Linked DNA regions of Rattus norvegicus: region 1 is linked to region 2. A link is a contact called in public Hi-C data. All regions are on one chromosome and are shown on one strand. Each heading gives the region's core, a stretch centred on a gene start, on an enhancer-like site or on the middle of the called end of the contact. The rest is flanking DNA. Distances are from core to core; before and after follow the strand shown.

The links. A called contact is a pair of places that touch in the nucleus more often than the background predicts.
Region 1: a Hi-C map of the A7r5 cell line shows a contact between it and region 2, with 2.6 times the contacts expected there. The contact joins the promoter of Igsf9 here to the enhancer-like site in region 2. A contact is called at or near these places in 2 of 12 Hi-C or Micro-C datasets (the A7r5 cell line and hepatocytes).

Annotation. Positions count from the first base shown.
Region 1 is chr13:87,479,570-87,482,805 of GRCr8, reverse strand. It overlaps Igsf9 (immunoglobulin superfamily, member 9), which reads right to left and starts at 1,417. Exons shown (of 21, transcript NM_001107197.1): 1 at 1,305-1,417.
Region 2 is chr13:87,418,437-87,421,720 of GRCr8, reverse strand. No RefSeq gene overlaps it. Among named protein-coding and RNA genes, the nearest start is that of Pigm, 49 kb to the right of the region's middle. Within about 2 kb of position 1,325, at least 10 of the 93 cell types and tissues checked have an H3K27ac peak or open chromatin away from gene starts, as enhancers often do. A contact at or near this core is called in the A7r5 cell line, where this site is marked.

The DNA.
Region 1 (3,236 bases), core at 168-2,667, 61 kb before region 2:
TCTCTCTCTCTTTCTCTCTCCTGGTCTGATCAATAAGGATCCTAAGGATCTTGCTCAGAAACAGATAGCTAGTCTAGAGCAAATTTAAGATAATCTAGCCCCTTACTCAATAGCAAGCACCCACACCCAATTCTTCACCCTATTCCCCATGCTCTGTGGGGAGCCCTGGAGCCTAGAGACAGTCTCCACTCCATCCACACTGCTTTTGGCAGTGAGTGAGTCAGGGGCTTGAGAGAGGAGGAGCTGGGGGTGGGAGAGGGAGGCAGCATCCTCCAGGTCTGGACAGATCCAGGGCTGGCAGCTGTAGCCACTTTCTTCGTGATGTTGCCAGAGAACCCTCCCTCTGCCAGACACCCTGACTTAGTGCTTCACCCTAATTACTCCTACACACTCCTCTCTAGTATCCTGGGGGTGCCAGGATTTGCCAGGCCCTTCCTTCCCCCTAACCCTAAAGGCATGATCTGGAAGAAACAAAAAATGCTTTTAAGTCCCTATGATACACAAAAAGAACCCTAGAGCATGGGAGGTAGGCACCCCTGCCAGCACCACCCTCTCAGCCTCTAAGGCAGTCACCAAGAAGCAAAGGGCCCTGACCTGGGCCTGGCAAACCCAAGTGGACTCTGCTCTGTGGCCTCCACCCTCTTCTTGGCCTCCCACAATTCAGCACTGTCAGCAAAATACCCTTCCCAGGGCAGTATCGTCCCTGCCTCTCTGCATAATGTCCCTGTATGCCTGACTCCTGATAATCCCCTGGCCTTCTGTTGCACAGCCAGCTCTCCTGGATTTCCCCAGAAAACCTTCAAATTGTAGCACATAGAAGCCATTCTCTTCCAGCTCCACCAAGAATCTTGGTGATTCTACCAAGAATGCCTGATGACCAAAGCATCCCCAGAATTTACCCCAACTCCTACTCCCCATCCGTCTTCGGTCCTTTCGGTCTTTCCATCCAACACTCCTCCTTTCTTCCAGGACTCCCATCCCAGCCACACACTTTTCAGTGTCTGCAAAATTCCAGCGTCTCACACCTAATCTCCAGTTGCAGCAGGTCTCCCCTCAAAAGCACTCCTGGCTGGCCTCCTTCTGAATTCCCATTTGCCCTCCCCCCCACCCCACCCCACCCCCGCTTTCCCGGGAATCCCCCACCTCCCCAATTCTCCCCGGCTCAGCCCACAATACACTTCTGATAGTCTACCACAACAATTCTCTTTTCCCTCGCATTCTCTGGCTCCTGGAACGCCTTTCTTTTGGAACCCGCCAAGAACTCCCCTACATTACCTCTAAGACTCTTCCAGATCTCGGGGAACCTATCAGTAATTCCACTTCGCTTCCAAAACTACCCTAGTTCTGCTCCCCCAGATAATTTCACTTCTCTCTAGAGCCCTCCCGCTTCCCTCTGTCCCCCACAACTACACGCTGTTCCCCTTGTCCCCGCTGGCACCCCATTTCTACCCCCAGGACACCCCCACCCTCACCTGCTCTGCACCGCACAGCTCTGCTCTCGCAGCCACACAATAGGGGGCGGACCCGCCTCCCCGCCTTAGATGCCCCGAGCGCCTCCCGTCGCCCTGGAGACCGCCAATCCCCCTCCCGCGGCGGCCAATTGGAGCCAACAGAGGCCGAACAAGGCGGGCGGGACCCCCGAGCCGCCTGGGAGTTGTAGTTTAGAGAGAGAAGGACGCGGTCGCACGTGGGCTCTGGTCGCCCCCTCGTGGAGCTCTGTACAACTAAGCGAGGGAAGGCTGATCGCCGCTTCCCGCCTCGAGTCAGAGGGGCTACTAGGTCAAACAGATCGGTGCACCTAGGACCGCAAGAGCCTACCCACTTTGCAGGCTGCTTGCAGGCCCTCCTTCCCTTATAACCTACCTGTGGCCTCCCTCCCCCCCACCCCGCCCCTTTCTGAACAAGCGTGCTACAAAGGAGGCATCGGAGGTTGAAATCTGAGCTAGGGGCAAGAGCACTAGGAGGAAAGCACGACTCCCCGCCCCCTCCCTGGGGATCCACCCAAGTCTGGGGCCCATCTGATCTCTTCTATCTTTATCCCCACCCCCACCCATTTCCTCTCGCTGGACTGGAAATACCTGTCTGTCTTGGCGAGCTCCCAGCTTTTACCCAGGCCCCTCCCTTGTGCTGAGCTCTTAGATTGGGACTGCTAGAGCTTTTAGCACCACCAACCTAGAGAAATAAGCCCCGGAGGAGGAAATGACAGGCACCCAGACAGCCTGCCACTGAAAGAGAATGGATGAAGTACCTGATCACGCACTGAACCCTTGCAGGGTGCCAGACCCTGGGATAGGCACGGTTTACTTTATTGCTCGTGTAATCTGCGCTGAAACTCCGCAGAGTGAGCGCAGCTCTCTGTATTAGTGAGAAAACAGCGGCCAGACCAGATGAAGGACCTTGCCCAAGATTTCCCACCTAGACACATACAGGGTCCGAATTCAGATCCAGCAGAAGTCACTGTTAGAAAAGAGGTGCGCCCTAAGCCCTCCTCAGCTCCAGCAACCACGTCATCACCTCTTGGACATTTTATCCACAGGCAGAACTAAAGCTGCCCTCAGAAACCTGTACTAGTCTTGGCTCTCCTGTGCGGGTGTGTGCCATTTGCTTTCCCACCAGGCTCAAGCCACATTGTCCAGATATGTCCCAGTGAGCTCCTTCAGAAGACCTCCATGGTAGCAACTTACTGTCCTCCCCACAGTCTGGCTCTGGTAAAACATTGAAATCATGGTCGGGAACCCTTAGGGAAGATTTTAAGCACACCTATGCCACTGTCTCACCACCCCCTATAGTGGCCATCCAGATCAGATCTCATTGCTGTGGTTGGCCTTCCATCTCTAGTAAGGCCTGAGAGTGGAACATTCTTCTAGGTATAAGTGCCTGGGTGCTTTGAGCCACGGTAAGAACTTGGACTGGGGGAAGGAGGTGGGAGCACAAGCACACACAGTCTTTTCAGTGCTGTGAAGAGGTGCCATGATCACAGCAACTCTTGGGGCTGGCTAACTGTTCAAAGGTTTAGTCCATTGTCATCATGGTGGGAAGCATGGTGGCAGTTGGCATTAACCTATTTCAAATGGCAAGTAAGAGTGTCCTACCACATACTGCCACATTACTATCCCAGCTTCCAGAGGTACACTCGCTTCCAGGTTTCAGCCTGTTTTTCCAGGCTGTTTTGGGCTTTCTCTCTTCAGAGACTGGCTATGAGAAGAAGGGATTCTGCCAACTGCAGGGAGATCCCT
Region 2 (3,284 bases), core at 76-2,575:
AGAGCGCTTGCCTAGCAAGCACAAGGCCCTGGGTTCGGTCCCCAGCTCCGAAAAAAGGAAAAAGAAAAAAAAAAAAGATATTCCAAGCAAACGGACCTAAGAAACAAGCTGGGGTAGCCATTTTAATATCTGACAAAATAGACTGCCAACCAAAACTAATCACAAGAGATGGGAGAGGACACTACAGTACTCACCAAAGGAAAAATCCACCAAGAGGACATTTAATTATGAACATCTAGGCACCAAACACAAGGGTAGCCAAGTTGGTAAAAGAAACACCACTATAGGTTAAATCACACATTGACCCTCACTCACTGATAGTGGGAAACTTCAATACCCCACACTCACCAATGGACAGGTCATTCAGACAAACTAAACAGAAGTGCTGGCGCTAACTTCAGAATAAACCGAATGGATTTAATAGATAGTTCCAGAACACCTCGGCCAAGCACAAAAGAACATGCCTTCTCGGCATCACATGGAACTTTCTCCAAAATTAACCACACACTCGAACACAATACAAGAAGACTGAAGTAACAGCCTGCTTCCTGTTGGAGGTTGGTTCTAATGCTTTGATTCAGTCAGGAGTCTGAGTGTCCAAACACTAAGGGTTCTTGTCCCCGTTTGGTTTTTGATGCCAGTGGCTGCTAATGGTTGGACAAAGGGAGACCGGCAGGACCCTTAGAGTTGCGTGGGCTAGGATGCAGGCGGGGAGGAGAAGGAGAAATCACCATGAAGGGTGGGATGTGATGGACGTAGGAGCTGCAGGAGATAAAGCCAACCAGCCATGTGAGAGTTCGGGTAAGTGGTCCACTGGCTGCTTCCATAATTGAGCCCAGGGTAGCAGGCGGAGAAAGATGTGCCCAGCCATTGAGCAAAACAGCGTATTAAAAACAAGCTAGTGTGTGTGTGTGTGTGTGTGTGTGTGTGTGTGTGTGTGTGTGTGTGTGTGTGTCTTTTACTAGCAAATCCAAAGATTCCCTGGGTGATTGACTGGAAGCTCAACCCACCAGGAGCATAAAATAGAGTAGCAAAAACTCACGCTATAGTATCCTATCGGACTACAGCTGGATATCAACAGCAATAGAAACAACAGAAAGCTTACAAACGCATAGAAATCTAACTCACTACCAAATGAAAAATGAGTCAAGACAGAAATTAAGAAGAAACACTTTCTAGAATTGAGTGAAAATTAGAGGGCTCTAATAGGGCCAAGCACGACCAGCACAGCCAGCACGACACCAGCAGGTCTTGTTCTCCCTTCTTCCCTCTCCCTTGCTAATCTAATTCCCTTATTTAGGCACTTCCACATTCCTAAAGCCAGCCACCCAGCTGCTCTGTTCCCTTATTTGGCTACTTCCTCATGCCTGACTCATTCCTAAGGCTGATCACCCAGGCCCAAATGTCAAAATAGGAAGGTCTTGTAATCACAAATCCCTCCTTGGCTACCCTGACTAGCATGCCCAATCAGAGCTTACCAGCTCATCCTCGCTTACTCTAACACAGACTTCCCCTTTTCCCTTTGAAATCACTCCTACAAAGCTATTTGCTGCTATGTCTGCCTGATTCAGACACAGCCACCTTACCTCTTCACCTTGCTTAGTAAACAGTCTCGTGTTTAGGTACGATCTGTGCCTAATCCCGGGTCTAGAGGGGAACAACCCATGATGTGTGGGTCCCTCCAAAAATTGATATACAACATAAACACCCAAACTTATGGGACACAATGAAAGTGGTTCTTTAAAACAAAAAAAGATTTATTTATTTTATGTATATGAGTGCTCTATGTACACTTGCCTGCCAGAAGAGGGCATCAGATCCCATGACAGATGGTTGTGAGCCACCATGTGGTTGCTGGGAATTGAACTCACAAGCTCTGAAAGAGCAGTCAGTGCTCTTAACCACTGAGCCATTTCTCCAGGAAAATGGTTCTAAGAGGCAAGTTCACAACACTGTCTACATAAACAAAACAAAAACCAAACCAAACAAAAAACTAAAGGGATCTCATACTAGTAATTTAACAGCATATCTGAAACCTCTAGAGAGAAAGAAGGAAGGAAGGAAGGAAGGAGGGAGGGAGGGAAGGAGGGAGGGAGGGAAGGAAGGAAGGAAGGAAGGAAGGAAGGAAAGAAAGAAAGAAAGAAAGAAAGAAAGAAAGAAAGAAAGAAAGAGAAAGCAAGCAAGCATATGCCAAAGGGGCAAATGGCAAGAAATAATCAAACTCAAGGCTGAAATCAATAAAATAGAAACAAGCAAACAACAACAAAAATACAAAAAAAAAAATCAATGAAACAAAGATTTCGGAAAATCAGTAAGAGTGACAAACCTATATTCAAATTAACAAAATTAGAAATGAAAAGGGAAACACAGGAACAAGGGGAAATCCAGAGAATCATATGGACACCCTTAAAAAACCTGTATTCCACCAAATTGGAAAATCTAAAAGAAATGGATCATTTTCTTGATAAATACCACTTACCAAAGTTAATTCAAGATCAGATAAACAACAGACATAGACCTGTAATCCTTAGTGAAATAGAAGCATTGAAAATCTTCCAAACGGTCTGGAGAGATGGCTCAGCGGTTAAGAGTACTGACTGCTCTTCCAGAGGCCCTGAGTTCAAGTCCCAGCAACCACATGGTGGCTCACAACCATCTGTAGTGAGATCTGATGCCCTCTTCTGGTGTGTCTGAAGACAGGACCAGTGTATTCGCATACATAAAATAAATAAATAATTCTTTAAAAAAAAAAGTCTTCCAAACAACAACAACAAAACCCTAGATGGTTTTAGCACAAAATTCTACCAGTCTTTCAAAGAAGAGTTAATGTCAATAGTTCTCAAATTATCCCACAAAATAGAAACAGAAGGAATATTGTGCAGTTTGTTTTATGAGGCCACGGTTACCCTGATGAAACCACTTAATGACCCAACAATGAAAGAGAATTACGGACTCATTTTCCTTATAAACGAAGATGTAAAATTTCTAAATAAGATACTTACAAAGGGAATCCAAGAAGAGATCAAAAGATCATCCACCGTGATCATCCCAGAAATACAAGGATGATTCAGCATGTATAAACGGATAAATGCAACCTTCCATATAAACACAATGAAAGGCGAAACCACACAATTATCTCACTGGGTGCAGAGAAGGTCTTTGACAAATTCCAAAACTCTTGCATGATAAATTTCCTGGTGAGATTAGAGGCAAAAAGGACATTCCTCTACATAATAAAGGCAGTTTACAGCAAGCCCATAGCCAACATCAATTTAGATGGAAAG